Regions from separate parts of the Mus musculus genome. Here region 2 is linked to region 1. The links are chromatin contacts, called in public HiChIP or PLAC-seq maps. All regions are on one chromosome and are shown on one strand. The core of a region is the stretch at or near the end of the contact, and the rest is flanking DNA. Distances in the headings are between cores, read along the strand shown.

Region 1 (7,635 bases), core at 2,142-4,641:
CACTCTCACACTCATGTTCAGCCCAACACACACTCATGCATACAGGAATGATCACATACCTATCCATTACTTGCACAAACTTTGACACAATCATTTGCATTCCTGACCTACTCATATACTTGAACACTCGTTGTACACGCTTCAGCACGGCGCACACTCATTCTTACACGCACATATACATCTGTACCCTCAAATTTGTACATTCGTTCATATACACAAGTGACCTTACAATTGTTACTCTGTACATCCTCACAGGAGACATGCCTGTGCACACTTATCCCTGACTGTGCACTTGTGTATCATCCAGTCCTCTTTCAGAAGGCTGCCCAGGGGGACTGGCGGTCAGACTCTGGGCTAGTTTGCTGTGGGTTTTCCTGATTGGGGGGGGGTGGGGGTGGCGCACCACAAGCAGCCGTGCCAGCCTCTGGGCTGGGCGGGAGGTGCTTTGGGATAATGCCTCCCTCAGGAAGCAGTAATTGAGGGGTAGTGAATTAGATAATCAACACCGCCAGGAAGTGGGGATGTGCCCGGGTTGCCTTTGTTCCTAGAATGAGCATACCACAGTGCCACGCTGTGCTGGGGAAGGAAGGGAGGGGACCTAGTCAGGCTGGGAGCAGGAATTCCCTTACCCATCATCCACGGCCATACCCACAGCAGAGTGAGCTGGACATCGTTAGGCTCCCAGCCCACCCGTGGGGAGGTTCTCAGAGCCTGTTGGACCCTGGAGGGGTCTGGGAGCTGCCTGGTTATTCTATCACTGTTTACTCTCCAGTGTGTCGTAGAGGCTTCAAAACCCTCAGCAATGAGGTGGGCTTGAGTTCAAATCTTACCTCCTCTACACTACTTGTATAAACTCTTTGCCTCCCCAGCCGTTTCCCATGACTCTTCCTGCAGATGACATGTTCCCGTGAGGGTCACCAAACACTATTAATTGTATTTGCCCACACGACAACGACGAGAACGACGACCTTGGGCCCCTCTCCCATGCCAGGTGGAGAGGCCTTTAGGACAGTCTTGCCAAGTCTTCCTACCAACTCCATGAAGTCAGGCCTTTGGTCATTACTCTTCCTATTTATAGATGACTGAACTCAGGCATGGGCAATAATTCAAATGCCTGGGGTGGTGCTCTAGGAAGAGACAAAGCCTGCGCTTGAACCCAGATATCGTGCAGGACCCACAGGTCCCAGGCTACGTGATATCTCATCGCCCCCAATATGCAGTTACAGCAGTGGCGTGGAAGTGAACAGCCACCCTTTCCAGCAAGCCTCACGTTCTTTTCCTCTAAACAAGATACCATGGGCTCCCTCACACACTCCTGAGAACTGCTTTCCATCGGCAGGGGGTGGAGTGGGGTGTGTTGCGGGGTGTGCTGGACATTAGGAAGTTCCCACACAGACTTCCAACATAATCTCTGTGACTGTGTTCTTAGGCCTTGGTCTGGGAGTGTGGACACAAGGACTTCATCACCACCTCTGTCCTTGACAGGGCAGTGATTGGCTCTCTACGCTCATTTGGGCCCCATTCCCACTGCATGGCTGCAAACACTCGGGTCAGGGATGATATAACCTTCTCCGGGCCTCAGTTTCCTCTCTGTAACACAAGCGGCTAGGACTCTCTCCCATCCATTCTCAGGTCTCCCATTTCCAACCCCACAGATCCCTGGTGCTTTGAGGTCAAGGTCAGAGTTAGTAGGACTCAGCTGGGCAGAGCATAGCTGGTGAGGGGACATGTTCCTTCTCCAGTGTCTCTGCCCTACTTTCTGATGAAGGATAAACTACTGTCAGGGTGAAGGAAATAGACACCCAACAGCCCCCTAGAAGGCACCCAGAAGGTTCCCAGGACAGGAGGGCAGAACTGTCACAAGGCAGAACTTCTCACTGTAAAGTGGTATTCCCAGAGGCTACTGGAAACCCACTCGAATGACATGTGGGCAGTGTGAACACCCTATGCTGAGTGTACCACCTCATTCTAGTCCCAACAGCAGCACCCACAAGGCAGGACTCTTTACCACCTACCTGTTGGCCCCTCTGCCTGGCATGCTTGGTCTCTTCTGAGACTGCCCACTTTTCTCAAGCTGTAGCCCCCTTTGACTACAGCGGCGGGGGGGGGGGGCGTGGGAGGGGACAAACAGAGAGTTCTCGGGAGTAGTTGGAACCCGGATGGCTATAGAGTCCAGCCTTTGTATGATCCCCCAGCTGAGAAGCACACAGGCATCTCCCCCTGGCAACCTCAGTCCCAGCTAGGTTCTGTGTCCCTCTCTAGGAGGTGGTAGGCAGTCAGTATGCCCACCTACTCTGGGACCAGAGGCAGGGAGGGGAGGGGCCGCGGGCCTGGGAGAAGCCTGGCTGTTCCCCTCTGCCCCTCTAGAGATCCTGCTCCCTACCCTAGACTGGAAACCTGACACCCGGAGGCCCATCTGCTCACTGCCCTCGGTTCACAGCCCCTGGAGGCCTCTGTGCCAGAGGCAGCCTAGCCGTGATTGTTCCCTGCTGAATGGGCAGGCCTGGTGCCCACACCAGGTGCACCATTGTGATGGTCTTGACACCTGCCTGGCGGGTCGCAGGGCCCACAAGCATGGCGATCCTAGCCTGGCTGAGCAGAACTGCCTACCAGCCTCCTGGAGTTGGGCTAAGGAGTTCCAGGTCCCTCGTGCTCTCACGGTGTGTGTGTGTGGGGGGGGGGGGTTAAGTACCCCAATCACAGTTTGTATCTCCGTTTGCCAGAATGAAGGGGGACGCTTTGTCCCCTCTTCCACTTACGATTTCAGCCCCGATAGAGGGAGGGGGTGCACCCTCAATTTCTTGACTGTAAAATGGGAATAAGAGAAGAAGCCACCAAAATGAGCAGCTGGAAGATCAAAAGCCACACTGAGCGATGGGGAAAAGCAGTTACTACAATTCAGACTTGCAGTATGCAGGCAGGGACCTCGGGGAGCTGGGCTCAGCCCCACAGGCCCGCCCAGAGCCCTGGCTGCCCCCCTGCCTGCCTCCCCTTGCCCGGCCTCCCGCCCCGCTCTATGAAAATTTAATGCCGGGTAATGACAGTCTGGGCTAATGAAAGAGGCTTCTCTTCTGGCAAAAAGAGAAAAACAAACAAAAATCAACAACCTGCAAGGGGGCATTAACTTTTCATGAGCTCTCTCCCCAGTGACACCCCGCCCCGGCTCACCCCGGGCAGCGCCAAGCCCCCTCCTTCCCTATTTCTCTCAGGAGCCAGGCTGGGCTGAAAGAGTGAGGACGCAGCTGGAGGGGTCCTGATTCTTTGAGAGTGTCTTCTTGGGGTTTCTTTGTGGGACACCTGCCAGTCTTAGGGAAGAGGGAGCTCTAAGGGTTTGGGGGAGCTTCCGTGGAGGGCTCTGGGGGTGGAGTACCAGCGCCGGGCAGCAGGTGGGAGTGGATGCAGTCCAGAGCTAGTGAGAGAGGAAAGGATGAGTTCAGGGGTCCGGTTCCGGTCTCAACAACCTGCAATAAGCCTCGCCCCCCAGTCCTAGCTCCCCTGTGCCTGACTGCAAATGGCTAGAGAAAAGGGCACGAAGCGCCGCTCTTTCTCTCTCTTTGTGGTGTCCTGGAGAGCCATTGGCTGCTGCCTGTGATATCCTGAGAGATGCGACAATTAATTTTCTTTTAATCAAGGTCGGATGAAGTAAATCGGCGCGGCTGTGCAGCCCTTCATTTTCTGTTTTTGCAGTGGTGCAAAACAAATATGATCAAATTATACTCCTTCTCACCTTATTGAATTAGGAAGCATGACTGATCAGAGGGAGTGGAGATGCACGATACTAGGTGGAGCGCCCCCTCTTTCCCTGACCCAGCTTCCATCTCTCGGGGGTCACTGGGACTTAGGGACCCCTGGAGGATAACAGAAGACAGTACTCAGCATAGTGGGTGCTCAGCAAAGGCATGTGAAAGAATGAATGAATGAGTTGAATGAATGAATGATGCAGTGATAACCTTGGGTCCTTTATGGCTTTTAAATTTTTAGTGTGTGTGTGTGTGTTCAAGTATGTGCATGCTGTGACATCTTTTTAGGTCACAGAACAACTTTTGGGAGTCCTCTCACCCATATGAGTTCTGGGAACTGAACTAAGTGGTTAGGCAGAACGTCTCTGCCAGCTTTCCACCTTTGCTTTGCTTTTTTTTTTTTTTTTTAAGACAGGGTTTCTATTTGTAGCCCTGGCTGTCCTGGAACTCACTCTGTAGACCAGGCTGGCCTCGAACTCAGAAATCCACCTGCCTCTGGCTCCTGAGTACTGGTATTAAAGGTGTGTGCCACCACTGCCCAGTCCACCTTTGCTTTTGAGGCAGGCAGGGTCTCTCTGCTGCACTGGCGTTTGCTTTATCACTGTTGCTGTGATAAAGAGCTCTGGAGAGGGCTTGCTTCAGCTTGTACTTCCAGGTCACAGTCCATCACCGAGAGAAGTCAGCGAGCTCACGCAGGAACTGAAGCAGAGTCCAGGAAGTGCTGTGTCCTGGCCGGTTATCTGGCTTGTACCCAGTTAGCTTTCTTACACAACCCAGACCCACCTGCCTGGGGATGGTGCCACCCACAGTGGGCTTGGCCCTTCCCCATCAGTCATAAGTCAAGATACTCTTTCACAGCAGTGGCCACAGGCCCATCTGATCTGGGAAGTTCCTCAATTGAGCTTCCCTCTTCCAAGGTGACTCTATGGTTACATAAAAACTAACCAGCGCAGCTGGGTGCCCCAGGCTCACTGGCCTGCTAGCTTTTGGGGGAATTCGTCAACCCCTGTCTCTAGCCTCACTGAAGGATTGCTGGAGTTACAGACATGCACCATAGTGTCCAGATTCTGCAAAAATCTCAGGGATTCGAACTCAGGTTGTTAGGTTTGTGCAGCAGACACCTTTTAGCCATTTATCTCTCCCCGTTGAGACAGAGCTGTATATGGGCCAGGCTGGCCTCAAACATGTGGCTGTGGATGATCTCAGACTCCTGGTCCTCCTGCTTCTGTCTTCCCAGGGCTGGGATTACAGGGGGAGCTGCCATGCCCAGTTCGTGTGGGGCATATTAGGCAAGCCCTCTACCAGATGACAGCCATCACTGAGAAAACGTTTGGGAGAATCTGAAAGGGTAAATTGGCGTTGGCTCAGGGACCTCAGGGAGAGAGCTGCCAAGGTCCTCTAAGATTAGAGTTTGCCTAGAAGGAGAGTCACCTGGGCCCAGGTCTCGGCTCCATCCTAAGACATATTAGTTTTTTTTGTCACCGACCTTAAACTGAGGATGAACATGTCAATCAAGCCGGGGCTAGATGAGGTAACAGTCTATGGGAGATGACCTCACACAGTGGGCGTGCAGCGCCCGTCACCTGGCATCATCACCTTTTATTAACATGTGTTTATTTCTGATACAAAAAGCAGTTGGGCTGGGTTGGGAAAGGCCCTGAGTACCGTGCCCAGAAAGAGATGGCTTTCCCACCCTGTGGTGGGCCTGACCCATGGTACTCAGAGCAGAGCAGGCAATGTAGGTGTCTACATATGAATTCATCTTGCAGATGCCAGGAGATGGGGAAGGCCCTCCTGAGCGTCCTCTTCTAGAGTGAAGTCCTTCTAACCCAGGGCTTAGATGGGCTATTCCCCTTCTATGTGGGTCTCTGCCTACCTTGAGGTTGCTGGGGGCCTTCTGATGTGTGGTGCTAAGGGTTTGTGGAAATGTCCTGCCTCTGTGCTGTGGTCACAATTCTGCGGTGGAGGAGGGGTCACTGATAACACACACGGTCATTGTTCTTTGGAAGATTTCAGCCTGGCTCATCACACACGGTGATAAATCCCAGGGAGAAGCAAGCAAGGTGATACCTACACATGAGCACATACACACTCATAGAGAAAGAAGGCACAGGAGGGTTGGGGGAAGGGAAGGGAAGAGGAAAGGGGAGGGAGAAGAAGCCTCCAGAAGCAAAGCTGCTAACCCAGGGCTTGGATGGAGATGAGCGGCTTAGACAGCATACTGAGCCAGCATGGGGGGGGGTGGGGGGGCTTGGGAGAGGCAGAGAGTTTCTGATTTTCGGGGGAGTCACAGTGAAGGCGAAGAGAAAGGGAATTTATCTGGAAGGTTCAGGGCTGAGGTGAATCCCTGGGGCATACGGACAGATGGATCCGTTTGTCATCCGTTTGTCATTCCAGAGAGTGAGGCCTATAAGAATCAACCTCAACCTCTGAGACCCAAAAATCTCTGGAAAGCCTCTCTGAGTACACCAGGGTCCACCTAGGCCCATAGAAGTCTCTGGAGGGGATAATAAGGTCCGAGGCTCATGCTGTAGGCTAGGAGTAGACTGGGCACCTGTGGCGAGAGGCAGGTGCTGGGTTTCCCAGTTTTATTATGTTGGGATCTTGTGACCTTCAACTTCTCTAAGGCCTTGCTAGGTCTCCATCCCTCTGGGCCTCTCCTACCTCAGGGGAGTCAGCTGACTGGCTCTGGGTCCTCATCCCAGACTGGGGTGTGAAGACAGCCCTGGGGTAGATGGGTGACCCCGGGCATCGTTCCATAACCTCCCTGGCATGTGCTGGCCATGCCCGTGGGCCTGTGCCATACACGGCCTGTGGGACCAGTCTCTGGGTGGAGGACTTTTCTTCGCAGCTGAGTCATTGCTCCCAGGGTGCAGCAGTGACCCAGATGGGGCAAGATCATGACATATATTTATCTCTGCCATCTTCCCAGTACCTTCCCCTTCCCTTCCTCTTCCTGCCCCATCCCCCTCTCCCTCCTCCTTGGGTGTGACACCTGACCTTCCTACTCAGCCCCAGATCTCTCCTGTGCTAAACAAGGTCCTCTGCCTAGGCTTTCTGTCTTCTTCTCTGCTCATTGACAAGAGTCATAGCTGCCACTAATTGAAGGCTGACCAATTACCAGCCACTTTGCACATATTACATTTAATCCATTTGCCAGGCTGACTGTTACTATTATTATCCCCATTTTACAGATGCCAAAAAGAAGGCTCAGAGTTGAGTGGCTTGCCCAAGGTTAGGACTAGGAGTGGGTAAACTGGGTGGGACAGATGCCAATGGTTGTTACCCTCCTATGATGCTTTGTTCCCTCCCATCCTAACTTCCTAGGGGTCCTTCCTCATGGCTCTCAGAGCTCCTTGCCCCAAGGACCTCTGCCTGCTTCCCATTAACACTCACTTGTCCCAGATCCCAACTCATGCCATCCATTCAACCAACTAGTTCAAGTTCCCAGGACCTTGTGAAATTGGGCAGAGGACTGGTCCAGAGTCCAGGCCAGAGGAGGAGAGAAAATCCCCCAGTGTGAACCCCTCAGCCTGCTCCAGAATAGAATAGGGACAGGGCTGGAGCTGTGCCCACTACCAGCTGCTACCCTCCCCAGACAGGGCTGGGGACTCCTGCATGGAAGTAATGCACAGGGAAGGGGGAGGGGGAGAGGGGAAGGGAAGGGAAGGGGGGGTGCCGGGGCACCCAGCTGGTGAGCAGTGATCCTTCCTTATCCTGCATCAGCCCATCCTCCTGCCTCCTCAGGCTGGAGTTTCATGGCACGGCTCACTTTCACTTTGGTCTTTGATCACTTCAGGGTTGAACAGTTAGGCAAGGGAGTCCTGGGGTTGGGAGGGGCTAGGAAGACTGGATCCTGAGGTGAGACCCCCCCCCCACTCCTCTGTCTCCTCTG
Region 2 (7,635 bases), core at 1,588-4,087, 280 kb after region 1:
TAACGGGAATTTGACAAAGTCCCGGCACACTTCAAACTTGCAAAAATATGAACAATTTCTTTTAAAGTTTCCACTCACTAATTTCAAGTCATATAAAATAATACTGCCAAACACCTACATAAAGTGTTTTTGAGGCTTGTTTATGTTCCCCTTGATCTTTGTCTGAAAATGCAGGCGACAGGCAAATCACATATTTAACAGCATCGATATCACTACACCAGATGCAAAAATATAAAGCACCCAAACTAATAGCCTCAACGTAATGTGCTGAATAAGATACCCAGCTACACAGCTATGTGTAAGTGTGAGCACACAAACCTCTCTCCTCCTTTCTCTAATTATTTCTCCAACCACTCTTCACTCCCCCCCCACACACACACACAAAACACTAGCACACTGACAGGGTGGGGGCGGGGAGGGTGGTAAAGAACTTTGTCTGATCTAGAATTTTATAGCCCTGTGATTCATGTGTTGATGGTAAAAGATATCCCAAAACTCCTTACCCATAATGCAAAGGTCTTCCCCACTACACTAACTGTCCAGGTGCTCAGTCTGGGTCTCCTGTCGGGCACTTTTCATTAACTTCATGGACAGTTCAACTGACTTCCCTCTCAAAGGTCCAACACACACAGCGTGCTTTGGTTGGACTCAATGAGTTTGTGGCCTATCCTGGGTTATCATTTGATTTTCTAATTAGAGGATGAATGTGACTATTCATGGGTTATATTTGTGCCCAACTAAATTACATAAATTCAGGCCAAATCTTCGTCTCAATGTCAAAGATGTAAAACGGAGCTGGGAACTTTACTGCACATGCTGTGGGAGTGCGGGAGCCACGGAGAAGCCAGGCACAACACTCCTGATGCCATTGCTGGGCCGCTTGCTGTGGAGTCCAGTCCCCAACTCTTAGACTGACTGAGTTCTTAATGAGTGCACCTCAAATTAGCAGTAGCTAGTTTGATTTTTAAAATTCAAGATGAACTCTGAAAACAATCAGAAGCAAAGTTTCTCATTTCCCCCATTGTCCCAAAAGGCAAAACAAAGGAACTCTGCCACCCACCAACTCCAGGGTTTTAGGAAAGTTTGTCATTTTACTGCTTATCCTTTAAAGTGACAAGGACAGACAGACAGACAGACTCTCCTCTCTGCAGTCTTTGGTTAGGGTGGAGCCTGTGACAATCACTGAGAGAGGAAGTGGGGGAGGTTTCAGGCTGTAAAGCACCTCTGGATTAAAGGTGACTGGCCCCCTGAGCAGGATCTGTCTGTGAGACCAGGATCTGTGACCACGCCATGCGCTCTGGTGCTGCTGCTATGTGATACTGATACTCTGAGCAGGGTGCAGGGTAAGTAAAGCCTGGGGGAGGAGCCAGGATCCAGATAACCTTCACTGAGGAGACACTTCCTACGTGTCTGCCATTCTCCCACTAAAGACCCATCCGCTGTAATCTTCAGAACACAGGTTATTTTCTTCGTGAGGGGGACAGGAGACAGAGCCTGCCTAACAACAAACTCAGGGACTGAGGGAGTCTCAGGCACTCTGCACCTGACATGTAAGCCCTGATGCACTCTCTCTGGTGACACTTATTTGGAATGCCACCAACTCCAGCACCTCTGTGTACTACGCACACATCTATCTCCTAAAATGTGAGCATTCATTAGCCAGCTTAAAATATTAAAAAATATTCAAAAATTAATGACCTTAGCAACCCTTAAGCCACGTCCTTTTTAACCCAGAGAGATGGCACCTAGAGGGCAGGGGGAAATGACCAGCACACAGGCCTGAAACTCCACTCCAGTGCCCCATTGCTCCCACACTGCTCACAAGATTAAATTGCCTGTGAAAGGCTCCTCGATCCAGCTCTAAGGCAGACACCCAGGATCATGGTAACAGGCGCTAGAGCAGAGCCAGCTCCAGTTTTAACAAGGGCTGACTTTAAAAGCCGGGCAGTGCTGAGGAGAGAGCCTTCGTGAAGCAGAAATGTTGCGTTTTAGTAAGAAATCAGTACTCTGTCAGGAGTTCCTTGACAAATACGGTCATCCGTGGCACAAGGAAATAGTTGCAAAGCAGCTGTTAATCAGAGAAACACATCGGAGAACGCTGATGCTAGCACTCGTGAAAAAATGCAACGGGCTAATTATGAAGCCATATATCTCACTAAAGAGGCTGTGTGCCTTGAGATTCTAGGCAACGCACACTCAGATCCAGGGTCCTAGGACAACATAATTCTGGTTTTCTGCATCTCTGATCTATAGTTCACAGTGTTTGGCTCTCTATTCTTTCTCAATTCTTCACTCTTTCAGTTAGGACACAGGCTAGGAAGGGAAGGAAGCAGGGGCAAACGCAAGTCACATTCCAAGACACTGTAGGAACACATCTAAAAGATGACACACCTCAAGTCAAAGCAGAAGCAAAGTCTGTGAGCCTGCAAAAGAAAGGGAATGTGGGAACAGACAGCAGGTGCACCAACAGAGCCAACGTGTGGGAACTTCAATTTCCACGAGGAACCACAGCAATAAACAGAAAAATAGAAACAATGTATCGGGAAGTTAAAAGGAAAAAAGGGATCTTCCAGAGAGCTGCTTCCCCGGGTGTGAAATTCAATGCAGAAAAGCCAAGGGTCTCACAGCCAGGTACAGGAGGGAAAGTTAATATGCAGAGGAAGGCTCGGTCAGCCAAAATTCAATACGATTTGCTGCAAGGACGAGGAGGAACAGGCTCCCCGAAACCAGACGAGGGAGGGGGAGGGGCGCCACCGCACTCTCAGAGCAAAACCACTGGAATGGCAAGAGGGGAATAACCTTGAGGTGGACATGCAGTCAGGAAGCCAAGCACAGAGCCAAAGTGCCCCCTAGCAGGAGCCAGTGGCGACGCAGGCCAGAGGTGGCCGCTCACACAGCTAACAGAGGTGGCTAACTCACACAGCCCAAATTAAGTGTTTTCACTCTGGGAAAATGAAATGTTTTGCAAGATGAAACAGAATGAAAATTGAGGTTTTAGGTAATTACTAGTTGGCATTTACATATCACGGGCTGGTTCAACACCTATTCATTTTCCTCTTTTATTTAAAAAATTGCTCATTAAAAATGAACAGATGACAGTGACAGGGTTTTAGGACTTTTTTTTTTAATTCTTTCTCCTTCTCTAAGGGGTACAAAATCGAGAGGTACATTTTAGCCCATTTATCTACAAATTAGCACACAAGCGTGCACATGCAAGCATGGGTGCACACATTTATATTTAATTTATATTAAACGTGTAAAAAGGAAATAAAAGAAAGGAAAGTCTATCCACAAAACCCTGAAGTTCACGAACTAAAGACAGTTAACTGAACTTAGGAAGGGATGGATATCATCAAGTGCCCTGGTGCTCAAAGAGTCAAAGGAAGGGCTCTCCCTTTCAGCTGGGATCTCCTGGTTGTGGTCACTGTGCCCTTCCTATTGCTGAGATGGGTTCCAGCCCTGTAGTGATTATGTATGCATGTGAGCCCTAATTTCCTTTGTTTTCTTTTCCTTGCTCCTTTTGTTTTTCACATTAAAGAATAAAACACCTCTGTAGAAGCACAGAGGAAAGCTGGGCGTGGTGGCACATGCCTTTAATCCCAGCACTTGGGAGGCAGACAGATTTCTGAGTTCGAGGCCAGCCTGGTCTACAGAGTGAGTTCCAGGACAGCCAGGGCTACACAGAGACACATTGTCTCGAAAAACAAAAACAAAAAAACAACAAAAAAAAAACAAAAAAACAAAAAACAAAAAAAAAGAAGCAGCAGCAGCAGCAACAGCAGCAGAGAGGAGTTGACGTGATTCAACATAATATATTTTAGGGGCTATTGTGTAAATCTGTATTTAGGGGAGTCTAAAGCATGCATTATTGACCCCAGCCTCTCTTAAAACATTGATAAATGAAGTAAAAGCCTCTATGAAAAGTGGCAACTTTGCATGTGCAAAAACTACCTTTCAAAGTGAAATCTCTCTGTCATTCACATTTTCCCCCCCCTTGGCCCTAGTTAAAAATACTGCGAGAGTGACTCCCCGTCACATGCCAGTGTTTTGTTGTTTTATGGGAATAGTTCTTCCAGAGAGGAATGTGGCGGTAAACTATCTTAAACCACCCACACTACTTAGTACCAAGTGACAGTGGTCTCAGGGACCAGGTGACTTGGGAGAGATTTTCCTGCTCAGCAGAGGACTCTGGGCCAACTTACTGCACAGAGGCAGCTGGAGCCTGGGGCAGGCGAGCCGCGGGGCAGGGCTGCAGATGCTGCACACCACTGAGTGCCCTCACTGCAGAAGGAGCGGAACACGCCAGCCGGCTATAGAGGAAATGAAAACCCCGGCCTCTGGGCTGAGAAGATCAAAGTTCCTTTTTAGGAAAGGTTGAGAAGGAAAAGGATTTTCTCCTTTAGGCAGAAAGAAAAGCAAATTTAAATGCCTTGTCCCCACACATCCCCACCTGAATTTCCACAGCAACCCCTCTAATTTCTGATGCAGCCAACAAAGCAGTTACCCAAAGAGGGGAGAAAAAAAGGATGACATTTGCCTTTTCCTTGGCTTTGAAATCCGACTGGCAGCGGATTGTTTGAAGTCCTGTTTAGAGAGGAAACTGTAATAGCCTCCATACTGAAAAGAGGAGGGAAATGCCATTATACACGGATCACGGTAGCAGTGACCTCAGCAGAGAAGGCAAACGAGCTGGCTCTGAGCCGGAGGTCGGTGAGCTAGCATGCCAGGAACAGAAATAAAAGGTTTACGCGCCAGAACTGAGTGGTAGCAAGAGTCGGAGACTTGATCCCGGGAAGCACCAACAAGAGCAAGGCACTCAAAGCCCAGAGCAGCATCTCTCCATAGCTCCTTGCTGCTCTTGTCCGCAGCCCCTCTAACTCCCTGCACTGCTAAAGAGGAAGCAGAAAACACCCAGGCTTTGTGTTGTAAAATTAATGAAGGTGTCAAGCTGCTGAGTTGAATCACTGCAAAGGAATGTAATGACTCAGTGTCCACGGTGCTGATGCTCCTAAGGAGAGCGGCGAGCTGGAGACCAGCACTAAAGCTATGCAGCAGGCCGGCCCCAGGACCTTCCTGATGATACCTGGGTTCCTTCTCTCTGCTGCTCGCTAAATGTTATGCTTTCCCAATTACTGCTCCGCTCAGGAGCTCAAGAGCTTGGCTCATAGAGAACTACTGCAGCTCCCACTTCTCAAGTCTGGGCCAAGTTCTCTCTTGTCATGCATGACTAAGCTGTGACAGGAACAAAGAAAGGTTGTGTCCCTGAAAGTGGCAACCTTAAGGATTAAGTCATCACTGGGGCTGGACACAAAATAAATGACTACCAGGTGGCATGTGAAGCACTCCCTCTGGAGGGCTTGACACCTGCTGATCACAGGGCAAGATGGGCTTGTGTGTTCCACGGGAGAGAATGTCGGCATCGGGAAATGTTGTCTCCATTACATGCACTGGCAGGCTCAGAATTCATAGCCTCCTGCCTCGGCCTGCCAAGATGCTGAGACTGCAGGAGTGTGCTGAAATATCTGTATAAGCTAAAACCTTCTGAGGAGTCATTAACTGGTACCTCGGACAGATAGCTAAGGGGGAAAGGGACTAAAGCATCGACAACTAAGGTTTGAATACAGAAAGGAGCTGCCACAGCCTACAAATAGCTTAAGTTCCAAGAATCTGGGGCTAGAGAGATGGATGGATGGCTCAGCAGTTAAGAGGACTGGATTCCATTCCCAGCACTCATAGATAGGCTCACAACTGTCTATAACTCCAATTCCTGGGGGATCCAACCCTCTTTTGGCATCTGCAGGCACCAGGCACACAAGTAGTACATAGACAAACATGCAGACAAAACACTCATACATGTTAAAGAAAATTAATTAGTTAATTAAAGATAGCAAAAGTTAGAAATGGCAGATTTGGACAGCTAAAGATCACCTGCAGCTCCACCAAGCAGCAGACCTGTGGCCGACACCAGACAACCAAGTCCTGACTCCTGCTGTCGCTCTAGAGCACTTCCTGGCCCTCTGCAGAGTAAAGCAGCAGTGTGACTCTGCACGCAGAGTGTGGTTCACGGCAGAGAATGCTGGCCGGCTCGAGGATTTTCAAACCAGAGTACAACATAGGAATTGGAAATGCACTACTCGGATGGCGAGCTGTGAGCAGCTCCTCTGGGAGGGAATTGTTCCCTCAGCACACCCAGGCCAAGACAGCAGGCAGAAATGGGTTCTCTATTGGAACCGACTCTCTCTGCCGGGATGGGGCAGCAGACATCAGATGTCCCACATATCCCATGAAACAAGTTCATGGCCAGGTCATACATGCTAATAATACAGTCCCTAACACAAGTCCCATGTCTGTAGACAACTTCCTAAGTGTCCCATCCAAACTGTCCAACACAGAGGGACCTCTGATGTTCGCAAGTTAAAGGTACTGAAGTAAGGAAGGCACACGTGGTTCTCACACCCACTGTCTGACCTGTGCCAGGGGCCCTTTTTACTATGAAGGTGCAAACTATTTAAAACAAAACAACACACATACACTCACACACACACATAACACCTCAAGCAGATTTTCTAATAAACTTCAATTTAGAAATCTTAAGCTCAGCAAGGAAGTCCATCACACAGGGTAACAGTTCTCAGGGCTTGAACCGGTCCAGCAACCTCTCACTAGAGATCTTCAACACTGCTGTTATTAACAACTCCAGCTATACTACCGATCGCTCTACCAGAGGTCCTGAGTTCAATTCCCAGCAACCACATGATGGCTCACAACCATCTTAATGGGATCTGATGCCCTCTTCTGGTGTGTCTGAAGACAGCTACAGTGTACTTACATACATAAAATAAATAAATCTTAAAAACAAAACAAAAACAACTCCCGCTATTAAGAGATATACACATATGGGAAGGGGGAAGGGGAGGGGAAGGGGGAGGGAGGGAGAAGAGGAGGAGCAGTGGCTGAGGGAGAGGTGGCAACAGTAGTGTGTGGTGGCACCAGCCTTTAGTCCCAGAACTTGGGAGGGAAGAGGTAGGCACATCTGTGTAAGCTCCAGAGCAGCCAGAGCTACACAGTAAGACCTTGCTGGGAAAGAAAAATAATTTAAAAAAAGATCCACAAAGGTCTCCTGAGCACCTTGGCCATGTTGGGTACACAACTGTATCCTCCCGGCAAAGGAAGGTCAAAGGGGCTTCTGCGCCTGAGCCTGGCGCTCTCCAGCACGGGCATCTAGGGCAGGCCAAAGGAGCATGCGATGCGCACGCCATTAACACTAACTCTACACAGTTCTCACCATTAAGAGCCAGCTTTATTGAGTACCCGTCTCAAAATCAATGGTAACTCATTTCAAACTCCTTCCAGCTCTGCGTGGGGAACAGGAGGAAGTTCGCCCCTGTTATCCAAAGAATTATGAATGACCATCCTGCTCTGTGGTCTTAATTGCTTGCACTCTCTTCATAGGGTAAGATATTTGAAAATCATAAGCATCCCCGAAATGTCCTCAAACGAGCCTCCTGAAGCACCATCACTCGTCGCCTCTTGTTCTCTCTCCCCCCTCTCTCTCTCCCTGACTGTTTGAACACATGGACACGGAGTTATTAACTTTTACAGGAAAGACAAATAAAATAACGTGGAAGCGAGAGC

Evidence for each region. HiChIP or PLAC-seq counts read pairs in DNA pulled down with a chosen protein or histone mark.
Region 2: a contact with region 1 is called in an H3K4me3 HiChIP or PLAC-seq map of craniofacial prominence, with 4 times the contacts expected there. The contact joins two enhancer-like sites. A contact is called at or near these places in 2 of 484 Hi-C or Micro-C datasets (CD4 T cells and the N1E-115 cell line), 15 of 115 datasets of contacts at active chromatin or transcription factors (the NIH/3T3 cell line, cardiomyocytes, craniofacial prominence and 11 more) and 1 of 9 other capture datasets (embryonic stem cells).

What each region holds. Positions count from the first base shown.
Region 1 is chr4:148,768,335-148,775,969 of GRCm38.p6, forward strand. No RefSeq gene overlaps it. Among named protein-coding and RNA genes, the nearest start is that of Gm42350, 13 kb to the right of the region's middle. Within about 2 kb of position 3,392, at least 46 of the 459 cell types and tissues checked have an H3K27ac peak or open chromatin away from gene starts, as enhancers often do. A contact at or near this core is called in the N1E-115 cell line and craniofacial prominence, where this site is marked.
Region 2 is chr4:149,044,759-149,052,393 of GRCm38.p6, forward strand. All of the region lies in intron 2 of Pex14 (peroxisomal biogenesis factor 14), which reads right to left. Among named protein-coding and RNA genes, the nearest start is that of Gm42351, 38 kb to the left of the region's middle. Within about 2 kb of position 2,838, at least 78 of the 459 cell types and tissues checked have an H3K27ac peak or open chromatin away from gene starts, as enhancers often do. A contact at or near this core is called in the N1E-115 cell line and craniofacial prominence, where this site is marked.